Linked DNA regions of Mus musculus: region 1 is linked to region 2. Evidence: chromatin contacts called from public Hi-C data. All regions are on one chromosome and are shown on one strand. The core of a region is the stretch at or near the end of the contact, and the rest is flanking DNA. Distances in the headings are between cores, read along the strand shown. Region 1 overlaps Fyb2 (FYN binding protein 2). Region 2 holds the start of Fyb2 (FYN binding protein 2).

Evidence for each region. Hi-C and Micro-C count contacts between places; a contact is called where the count stands out from the background.
Region 1: a Hi-C map of uterus shows a contact between it and region 2, with 4 times the contacts expected there. The contact joins the enhancer-like site here to the promoter of Fyb2 in region 2. A contact is called at or near these places in 3 of 39 promoter capture datasets (liver and trophoblast stem cells), 9 of 484 Hi-C or Micro-C datasets (cerebral cortex, cumulus cells, liver and 2 more), 4 of 115 datasets of contacts at active chromatin or transcription factors (bone marrow-derived dendritic cells, embryonic stem cells, intestinal villus epithelium and 1 more) and 1 of 9 other capture datasets (pancreatic islet).

The regions. Positions count from the first base shown.
Region 1 is chr4:104,950,418-104,956,242 of GRCm38.p6, reverse strand. It overlaps Fyb2 (FYN binding protein 2), which reads right to left. Exons shown (of 20, transcript NM_001162980.2): 4 at 5,357-5,390. Among named protein-coding and RNA genes, the nearest start is that of Fyb2, 40 kb to the right of the region's middle. Within about 2 kb of position 4,387, at least 6 of the 459 cell types and tissues checked have an H3K27ac peak or open chromatin away from gene starts, as enhancers often do. A contact at or near this core is called in uterus, where this site is marked.
Region 2 is chr4:104,910,618-104,916,436 of GRCm38.p6, reverse strand. Fyb2 (FYN binding protein 2) reads right to left here and starts at 2,876. Exons shown (of 20, transcript NM_001162980.2): 1 at 2,747-2,876. The coding sequence starts at 2,755.

The sequences.
Region 1 (5,825 bases), core at 3,138-5,637, 38 kb before region 2:
TCTTTTCCTAGACCTTTCTAGGAGCAGAATGGGCTCTTACTCAGGTGTTAGGTGTAATGTCACCACCTCTAGGCCTTTCTTGGCCATTCTTTTGGTACTCCCAATTCCCAGCTTTATGCTAATATTCCCTAAAAGCTTTCTCTATGGCTGTTTCAGAAAAGGGCTGTGAGTGAATTTGGCTGTTCTCAGCACTAGTATTATCATTTTTTTTTTTAAACCTCCTTACCCTATGTAAGTTACCTGCCTCCATTTCCATGGGACCAACCATTCCATGTTCCTAGTGAAGAATGCCCTAGACACAAATAGCCTCCCAGCCCTTGAAGGCTGTGTGTTTCACATGAGGTAAGCATACCAAAACCATAAACACAAAAGTCTGTTTCAAAACAACGAGTATGAAAGAGACCAGCCATATGACTTGAAATAAGTTGATATCAGTGTTTTAAGACTTGTGAAACAGAGACATAAGAGTTCTCTTAGCGGTTCAGTGGCTAAGAGCACATACTGCTCTTCTGGAGGACCGAGGCCAGTTTCCAGCTTCCATGTCAGCAGCTTACAACCAACTCCAGGGTGATCTTACACCTCTGGCTTCAGAGGATAACTGTCCACAGTAGCACGTACACATGCACAGAAACATACATATACAGAATAGATAGGCTGGGCAGTGGTGGCGCACGCCCTTGATCCCAGCACTCGGGAGGCAGAGGCAGGCGGATTTCTGAGTTCGAGGCCAGCCTGGTCTACAAAGTGAGTTCCAGGACAGGCAGGGCTACACAGAAAAACCCTGTCTCGAAAAAACAAAAACAAACAACAACAACAAAAAAAAAACAGAATAAGTAGAATACAAATAAATCTTAAATATTTTTTTAAAGTTTTCTTGTGAGGTAGAGGCAAAGTGACTATACATTCAAGGCTAGCTTGGACTGAATAGGACTATCTGCAAAGCGCAAATACACTTACACACACACACACACACACACGATTCAAGTGGTAGACTTGTATGAACACACTTGCAGGCTCTTCCAAGGCCCCATATGTGGGCATTTTTTGCTACTTCTGAAGTAAATAGCCTCTCTATTCCCTCTCATCTAACTCAGACATTCCCTGAATCAGGATTACCCTCTGCCACTTTTTAATGGGAGAAAGCCATTTTTATAGCTCATGAATAACACATTAACCAACCCTGCTATGTACTGACAGCAACCTAAAAAGCTAACAGTTACCCAGGGACCAACCTGCTTTGTTCACACAAACTCTAACTGCTGATTCAAGAGGGATGCCAGCCAGCTTGGTCTGCATGAAAGAGCGATGGGAAGCAACATCGTCTAAAGAACTCCATCACTGTTGGCAGGTAATGAGATATTAATATTCCAGAAACAACAAGGATAGTCAGGTCAAGTGTAGAAGAAGTAGCTAAGACTCACTGGGCATCATCTATGTCCTGCTTGGTAGATACACACTGGTATCCATAACACAATGAGCGAAATACTATCATGTGTCTGTCTATTTGCAGTTGTGAATGTCAAAGCTCTGTCATGCCCGTACTTTTCTCAACCGTGGAGGAGGGACTTGACCTCATATTGCTCTGACTCTGGAAGTTCTTGGGTTATGCATTTTGTCTCAGGTTTAATACATGGAAGAGGTACCAAAATTAAAGATGGCTGCCTTTGATGTCATTGGGTTCTTAGCAAAATAATTACAGTGTGTTTTCCCCACCCTCCAATACAGCAAAAATACAAAACCTTCATCAATAAAGATTGAAGTCACGAAGTGTTTTTACTTAGAGAAAACTGTCATTCTGTGCTTTAAGCACTGTTCTGAGAAGGGGGATTAAATCTCCTGTTTACTATACAGAAGAATCAAGTTTAGATGATATAAATGGTTGAAACTTGGGGTGTGGAGGCCAATTTTCCCCCAGAGTAATTTGGAAGAGTGCTCAGTGTACCAAACGTGCTGGAGAAATACATGTTAAATGAATTAAAATCTGATCTAACAGCAGCAACAACAACAACAACTAGCATGTACTGAGGATTCTAGCTACTAAGCTCTCCAGTGATCGATGTTTGGAAAATAGGACTCTGCATTATTCTTATCCTTGGGCTTGTTATGTAAGCTACTGTCCCAGACACCATAATAAACACTTCACAACCCTCATCTCATTTGACCATTGTACATAGACAAAAGCAGGTTTTCTGAGGTTAAGGCATACTTTGTATTCCAAAAATTGGGTGGTAGTGCTGGGATTCAAAACCTGGGTTCTCATTAATTTCATGCCTGACCATACCAGAAAATTTCAAGGTATTTTTCCCATTATGATAAATCTATGCCCAAATCTAATATCTGTATTGAAGGTTAGCACTTGAACAAGAGAGATATTCTCTAGCAAACACCAGTTTCCATGGAAATTGTATCTAAGGCTTTTGGGCATTATGACAGTTATATGTTCAAGCGACATCTGACTTGTCATTGACAAGACAAAGTCCAAACTTCTTAGCATGGTATTTAATATACAGTTGCCTGCCCTTTAGTATCTATAGAAAATTGCTTCTAGTATCCATGCAAACAAGAAAGGCTGCAGATGCCCACATTGCTTTATAAAATGCTTAATATGTACACAGAACCTATACACCCCTCCCACGCACTTACCTCACCTCTCACTTATTAGCATGCCTAGTGTGACTCCAGTGCTGTGCAAATAACTATTGGACCATATGCTCAGAGAATGGGGACAAGAAATGTCTTTAGATGCTCAGCAGACAGAATTTTTTTTCAATTTTTTCACCTAAGGTTTATTTAAATCTATAGATCAGAACCCAGAGGTACAGATGGCTGATTATATTTTATAATCTGAACATATTAATTAATTATTCTTCTATATCAGGATTCTTTTGTCTGTTTATTCCTCTTTATTACTGCCTATATTCAACATATTTTTTTTTCCATTTTGGCTTTCTTTTTTGTTAGTTTTTTCCCCCCATTTTTTTGAGACAGGGTCTCACTATGTAGCCCAGGCTGTCCCTGAACGTGTGTCACTTCTCCTGCCTCAGCCTTCTTAGTGTTTGGATTGCAAGCACATGCTACCACACCTAATTGTACTTCCATCTTGACTGTTCATCCAGCCAGCCATCTGTCAATATGTCCTGGGCATGGTTACTCTGGAGGAACACTCTGCTATATCTCCATCTATCTTACAGTATCATGAAAGAGAATGAAAGGTAGACACACACCCCCGCCCCGCTTATTGTGTAGGCTATTCCACAAATTAGTTCCTCTTCCATGAAGCCACCTGAGTCACGTGGCCCTTTTTAATCTGCTTTGCCTTTCATTCTTATCATATGTACCTGTATCATAATTCACATATAACAAAACCCCAGTTCAGATGGGAGCTGTGTTCTAAAGCCAGCATAATGGGGCAGAATAGTTAAAATTGCCTCAGAAAATCCTATAGGAAGATAGTGCCATACAGGAAACAGTCTCCCAATAGACCCCTCACAGCTCTCAGTGTGAAATGACTTGCTGTTGCTATGGTTAAAACGCCAGAGAAATCTTCATTTAGTGCCAATATGCCCAGTAACATTACATGCATCCTGAGATGTTTCCAGAATGATAGCCATGAGATCAGGCTGACTCTGAGCACTGCAGAGGGTCACTGACACCTCAGCTGTCACTCTGGGCCTGTGATCACCATGGCTAGAGCCATCTATGCCATTGTCACTTTCACATAGTTGTATGTAGAATGCAGCTGCACTGGCCCATCTGACGCTCAACTCTCCAATGGACATTCAACTAGGAATTTCCAGAGCACATGAATTATGTCTAGCACAACCCAGGCAGAACCTGGTTGAACAGGGCCACCTCCACAACCTCTGGGTATACAACATGGTTCACAATGCTCCTATCTGCTCTACAGTCCCATTTTTATACTGCCCACATTCTGATTTCATTCAACTCTCTTGCTCCACAAACAAGACTATGTTACACATCCTGTCTCCTCCTGTAGCATTTCTTTGCTATCATTCTATTGAGCAAACAAACATTCATCCTCAACACTCGACTTAAGTGTGCCCTCGTCTCTGATGGGTTGATTGGACCAACATCTCTATTACCACCCTCCCTCCAATCCTCATCCTTTGGCATGTGAGTCTTCAGTGCTCCCCCACTCTGACTCTGGACTTGGCCAGTGATGTGCTTTGAGAAATTTATCCTCAGTGAAAGAGACCTGGTAAAGGCTGGGAAAACATGAGTGCTCACACCACTGTCTTGCTTGTCTGCTGCCACCAAGAGGAGAACATTTCTGTCTTATGATGCCAGTCAATGCTAAGTCTAAGTACTCATTCCTGGAAACAATTCTCCATCAGTCCACTTCCAGAGCTGCAGACATTGAACAAGTCCAGCCAGCATCACTAATGGTCTGTAAACACATGAGCTAGTCTGGAGCCATAATGCCTGTCCCAGAGGACTTGTGGTACAAAACTCCTTTTCTAAAGATTACTAATGTTGCAATGGAGGAGTACTTCTCTAAAGATTTCCTGGACCCCACTGAGGAAAAAGGGGCTGCTCTCTCACCCATGCAACCTCTGGCCCATATGCTTCCTCTATTACAGACAGCGTGCTATAGCACTGTGAACATCTGATGGATGAATGGAAGTAGGCTAGTGTTTGTTTGCTTGCTTCTCCTCCTAAGACTGTCCTTGCCAAGAACATCTCTCGGAGGGAGTGAGGCTTAGTCAAAATGGTTTGAACACATTGGGACAGGAGTCATGACCCTGGAGAGTAGGACATTTCTAAAGCTGGCCATCTGGGGCCATAAAATGAGTGCCAAAGAAGCAACTTTGCAGTTCCCAAGCGAAAGAGCAAACACACAAACTAGGCAGCCCAGGCCAGGCCACGCCACTTCTGAGATATATTTTTTTGGCTAAGTGAATTAATGACCTGACCCCTCCATAGTGAAATTCTCAGGAGGGGGGGCACCAGAAACAGAACATCTTTTATCCCATTTCCAATGCCTAATACCAGAGCTGCCCAAAGCACTCTTGAGCCTCTTATTTGATTTATAGCTAGGAAGGCCAATGTTTTAATGTACTAAATCCACTTGTACAATGAAGAAGTACCAAGTACTTCAGAGGATAATGTTTGCAACTTAACATTAGTATAGAAGTTGAATGCATCTTACTTTATTTATTTGAAACCAGGAAGTTCCTATTTGCTTTGTAAGTCTGTTCTTTCTGCAGCCTTTCTGGGGGATATGCACACTGGTTTTGAGTGACTTGCCTGTGCTTGAGAAGGCCCACAAGTAACCCCCCACACACACACACCCCCGTGGGCTGCACTCTTCCATAGGAGAGGAACAGGTACTCACCTATCTGGAGACAGGGGACCCTCCTTCATAGTCTCTGCAAGAGCAAGAGGCAGAGAGAAAGCAGGTGTTGGTAGCAGTCTGGTTAAAGTGAATGATGCTCCCACCCTGGTACCCAAAGGACTGGCTATCTCTAAACAGCAGCTCATCCCTCTGTATTCTGGTGTTATTCATGGGCACTTTGACCTCTATTAAGAGCAGTAACCCTTAATCTCTTAATTACTTGTTTTTACCACATGGACTGGCAGAGAGAACGACTTACCATGTGTTCTCAATGACACTCAGATACACTGAGCATGTGCAGTGTGCCAAGCATAGTCAAGATACTTTCTCACAACAGTTTCACAAGATTAGAGGTTCCATAGTCCCAGCTTCACAGGATAGGAAATGAGGCTCACTGACTACCCTCCTCAACCTGAAACAGCTGCTGGGATGGAGCTGAGAGCCACAAAGCCTGTTTTATTATAAGAGA
Region 2 (5,819 bases), core at 1,627-4,126:
TAGTCAGCATAGCTCGATGACTCTACCTTTAGCATACAGATGCACCTTGACTTACCACAGGATAATGGCACAGCAATCCCATGGTGAGTAGAAAATACCATATCGTAAGCTAAAAACACAGTTGATGCACCCATCCTACTAAAACTCATTGCTTAGCAACAGAGAACACTTAGAATATTCATTTACCTGTATAGCGCCACACATGGCTGATAAAAGATCAAGAGTCACAGCTCAAAGTAGTTTTGCCAAATGAAAGCCGCTTCTGTGCCTTATAAAGCCAAAACATGGTTGGTTCAGTCATCCAAAGTCTGAGACCCCGAATCTGACACTTGTAACCACCGTCCCTGCTAAGCCAAGCCTGAGCCACTTCTTCTTAGATCTAAGCACCTTCCCTCTACCAGGCCAGCCAGCTGCTGCTCTCTCACTTCTGGCCATCTCATTTCCAAACTCCAGCCACCTGACTCTTAGGAAATGGAAGCCAGATGGTGCCACATAGCTACTTGCCATCGTCGGGCAAAGCTGGTTTCCACTAAGGGTTCCACGCCCTTTATGATGTGAGCTTCTATCCCTTGCTTGCCTTGCTTCTTTAGCGTACACTTGGCTGCTTGCTCTTCATCAAAGAAGCTTAGATGAACTATGCATCTCAACAGAATCTTTCCCCCAAAACATCCACACAACCACTCTCTAACTTAAAGTCTCTGTTCAGTTTCTTCTTCATATTTATTGACCTTTGACACTGTGCCCCTTAAAGTGGCAGTCTCCTCGGTTGTCTCATGACCTTAGAGCCTTCTCTGCTTCGAATGTCTGCATTGCATTAGCTACCGTTTAACCCTTAGAGTTTCGCTTCCTTCTCCTTTCTTACTAGTATATAAAGTGTCATGAATGTGTTTTATACAGCTACATAGCTGAGTCTGATCTCGAACTTTTGATCCTGCCTCAGCCTTCCAGGTGCTGGAACTACACTCATGTACCAGTGTGCCTGGCTAACGCAGAGATTTGGGACTATTTGGTTCCTAACTGTATCCATGTATCCAAAAAGGAAACTGACAATACAAAGGAGGTGATATATATATAATATATATTTTAAAATATATATATTTTAAAGGAATGTTCCGTTGGCTTTCTAAAACAATAGATGGATCCTCTCCAGATGAGAAACTACCCATATTTCTCTTTGGGTCCTTCCCCCTCATCTTTCTGAGCAGAGGAAGACGTGCACTGATTTTTCTTGTTCTATAAAATGTTACTAGGAAGCAAATACGTCCTTTGGTACTTTTTGTACATCCTGTCTGTTCGGCTGGAGTAATTAATTCTTGCTCCTGCTGCCTGGCTTAGAGCCGGCTCCCAGGAGCTATGATTCACCAACCTGAGCCTAGGCCCTAGCCCTGTTCTGACTGGTGGTGCCATACCATGTAGCAATAATGTACTGCCCTTCAGCTTCTTCACCTAAAAACCCCAGGGACAATGACCTCCAGGTCTTTGTCCCATCAGGTTGATAAGCAGAAGTGGTGGTGGGCAGTTCGGATGCTGGCTAGCCAGAGAGGGCAGAATGTAAATGCTTTTCTTTTCTTTTCTTTTTTCTGAATCCACAGGCTGAATCAGTTCAGCCTGGCAAGTTGCCAACTCGGAAGAAGGTCCCAAAAGTTGACCAATAGAGGTTGACATGGTGACACCTGCCTGTAATTCAAGCATTTAAAAGGTTGAGGCCAGTCTGGGCTGTAAATCCATACCCTTTCTAAATAAAATAATTTCCCCCACCCCACTAAAGGAAGTAGTTTCTAAACATGGTAGCACCACAAATGGGCTGGAACTGGGGTTCTTGGCTCCCCCTTTCCAAAACTCAACTAACTGAATGGTGTGAACCACCAGAGGTACCAGTGTTGCCAGAGATGCAAGCACCCCTTTAAAACTCCAGAGCAATCCTTGCCAGCCACAGATGAGCGAATCCACCATCCTGACTGTAAACCAAACATCTGGGTGGGAAGTAACACAATTTCAATAGTAAATAACTTTGTTCCCAAATATGTAATAGAGACATGGCACAACATGCTTGTATATATCTGTGAAATGCAAGTCACTAACAGAACAGCAGGGCAAGGACTAGAAGGGATGGGGTTAGCCAGGCAAAATCTCTGACTATGCTAACAGCATCCAGCTGATCGAAGCCATTCAAACCCTCGCGTTGCTTTTGTCAAAACCAAAATCCTCCAGTGTCCCCCTGTGTGGCTCAGACTGGCTTTAGCTTTTCAACACCCCAGCCTCTGGAGCTACCGCAAGCCTGGGCTCTGTTTTTTCATGCACCTTCGGTCTCACTTAAGTGAGATAGATCCCTAGGGCTCAAGGGCATTAGCACTTTTGCCCCAGCCCACAGAGTTCTTAGGGAACAGCGATGTAAAAAATGCCACAGGGCATATCACTTACTACGAGGCTACCTTTTCCCAGAGTCATGCTCTGTCCTTGAACCTGGACACCCATCTGCCACCGCAGAGGCCGGACAGAGAAGGAAAGTCAACAATGAAGTGACAGGCACTTGAACTGTGCCCTGAGTTAGAGAGAGCTCCTCGGGTTCTATAGAGACAGAGGGCACAGGCTGCCTGAGCAAGGCCAGCATGCCAGTTTCATAGCGGGACACCTGACATGTTTGGCCCGGCCCAGGACACACTGGCAGCTCTTTCCCTAGAGCTTCCTCCTTTGGAAGGAACTAAAGTTCGCAAGATTACAGCCCACACGCGAGCGGGTGCCTTACCTCCTCCATTGTGGTCCTCCTAGGCAGCGACTGGGAGACAATGCCAGCTTCCCAGAGTTGGATCCTGGGGCCAACAATGCTCTCGCCTCCGCCAGCCAGCTTGCAGTCACTTCGCCTGTCCCGGAGGAGCTGGAGCCGGGGCTCCTCACCTGCTCCACCTGGGCTGTGGCTCCTCCCTCTCTCGGGTGGGCGGGCCTCCATCCTGCCAGCCGGACCTGCTGCATAGGGGTAGGGGCCGGTGTGTGGGCAGAAGGCCACTGGTCCCGGGCTTCCTTGCCATCACTCCCTTTGCACTGGTTTCATTTTGTGCCTGAGTCGGGTCCTCTCCCATCACATCCCATCTGGGGGAGTTTCTGAGAGCTGAGTACATCTTGTCCCTAAAGTTAGACTGAAAAAAAAAAAAAAAAAAGCTCAGGACACCGTGATCTCCTTTAGTGAGCGCCCTCACCCAACTCCGCCCCTGCTGATGGCTACTTAATTTCACAAAAGCTGCTCAGGGCTCCTAGAAAAGAAAGCTCTTAAGTGTCGCTAAGCTGGCAGGTGCTTTTATTGGGGGGGGGGGGGGGGTGAGCGGAAGCTGAAATAAATTACACCTGTTTTTAAAGACAGGCATGGTCGCGGTGTTTTAAGACATGAATCCCTTTAGCTCTTACAAGTAGCCCTGGAATCAAGTTCAGCTGTCCTCCTTTTAGCAGGGCACTAACTGGAGCTTGGAGAGATGGCCTTAACTAGCTCGGAGTGATGCTGGTAGGATGCTGAAGGAAAGGAGCTCTGATGGACAATGACTCCGGGTTCTGATTTCTTTGCTGTTTCCTGCCTGAGCTGATCCTGGCTGGAAACCCAAACTTCAGTTCCTAGATTTGGGGTGGGGGTGGGGGTGGGGCAGCAGATCTCTCAGCTGTCCTGGGGATTGGAGGTGGGCAGGTGCTCTGATTTATATACGGCCTGCTGAGTTTCATTGCTTTTTATGGACTAAAAAAAAAAATGTTTTTGTTTGTTTGTCTGTTTGGTTGTTGTTTGGTGCAGGTTCTCCTACTCAAGCTGCCTTCAAACTCACATTATAACTTGGAATGCCTCCAACCAAATCATTATTGTTGTCTTCTCTGTTTATAGCCCTGGCTATCCTGGCTATCACTGTGTAGACCAGGTTGGCCTCAAACTCACAGAGATCTATTTGCCTGTGTCTCCCTAGTGCTATGATTTAAGGCATGCACCACCATGCCTGGCTTTCAAAGTCTTAAAAAAGGTCGGTAACCGTAGGCCATCGAGGCGTCCCTGAGACGCTGCAACACTGAGAGGACAGTGAAGGTGTGCTGACTACCACACAACACCCACTGTTGGGTAGGCGAGACATGGGACCAGTACTTTGTCCACTCCAGAGTCACTGTCAGACCCTATGTGAGATACACATTAGACAGCATGCTTCCATGTATAAACACTGGCTCCTCAGACTTCAAGGCTTGAATGTGAACATGATTTTAGCAATAATCAGAATAAATTGTATATATCCCATGATTACCTTAAATACTTAAATTTTATTTTGTGTATTGAACACAGAAATTCATAATAAACAGTATTTATAATGGAAACAAAAAGTCTTAAAATAATAAGATTCCCTTGTCTTGACAGGAGCAGGGGAAGGAGAGTAGGTAGGAAGTACTGCTTGCTTGTCCCCTAAGAGGTAACCGACTGCACGATTTTCACTTTGCCCAGCACTGCTCACAGTCCTTTGCTGTCTTTCCTCAAGGCCAAGGGTCCTTTATGACCTATGCTCAGCACAGCTCTGCGCCCCAGGGGCCATTGGGCCTCCAACATCCCCATGGTCCCAACACAAGGGCTCCCCCTGGTGGCGTCAGGACAGCCTACATGGCCGAGGATAAGCAGGGCTTCAGGGTCTCCTAGAGGTTTCCTTTGGTTTGGCCCTAAACTAGTTAGAGTGGTGAGTCCTAGTGTTTACGAGGTACCTTCATTTAGCTGTTGGGCGTGGGGACTATATTGCCAGTAGGCTTGGCCTCCTCCTCCTTCCCTTGGGCTCTTTTGAATTTCCTGGCCTTTTCCTATACTTACTACGATCTAACTGTAGTTAACATTTAGAAGCTAGGATCTGCATGTGGGCAAGGAAGAGGTAGTTTTATTTCTAAGCCTGGGTTACCAATATAATGTTTCTTACTTCTATGTTTTCCTATGAATTTTATAACTTGGTTTTACTTTACAACTGAATACAATTCCACCTTGCATGTGTAACCCATTTCATTACCAGTTCATCTGTTGATGGACATCTAGGCTGATTTTTGTGTTAAGAGAGAGAAAGAATATGATGTTGAGTGAGTGGAAATGGCAGGATCTGGGCACAGTGGAGAAGGGGAAAGAGTATAACAAAATATATTGTATAATTTTTAAATTAATTAACTCTTCTGTGTGTATTTTGTCTGCATGTATTTATGTGCAGTACAGGTCTGAAGTGCATGCAGAGCCAGAAGAGGGTTGTTTGTTTGTTTGTTTGTTTGTTTTTTATCTTCTGGGACTATAGTTACAGACCACTGAAAGCCACCATGTGGGTGCTGGGAATCGAACCCAGGTCCTTTGTAGAAGCAAGTGCTTTAACTAGCGTCATGTCGCTTGCTCATTTATCTCTTGATGACAAACATCATGACTTAACTGAGGCCAAAGGGATGATAGGGGAAGAGGAAATTACAGAGGCAGAAAAATCCAGTGGGAAAGGGGTTGGGGAAATGGAGATGCCAGGAGGATTACATCAGAACTAAATGTGTATGGACTTTTGGGGACATTATTTCTTCAATAATTATCTATCATTATGTTGTATTAGATATTATAAGTAATAAAAACATTGCTAAGTAAACAGACAAAAGAGAGAGGTAGGAGAGTAGTCGCCTAGCACCATGTATCATCCTGAAAATTATCATAAGATGCAGATGGAAAATACAGTTCCCACTAAGTCCCTCTGTGATGTTCTTTGTCTTTAAAGTGAAGGCCAGCAAGGTTAACTTCAGGACTAACGGCCATCTGAACTCTGGCAAGGTTCTTAGCACTTCGCAAGACCCCACATGCCATT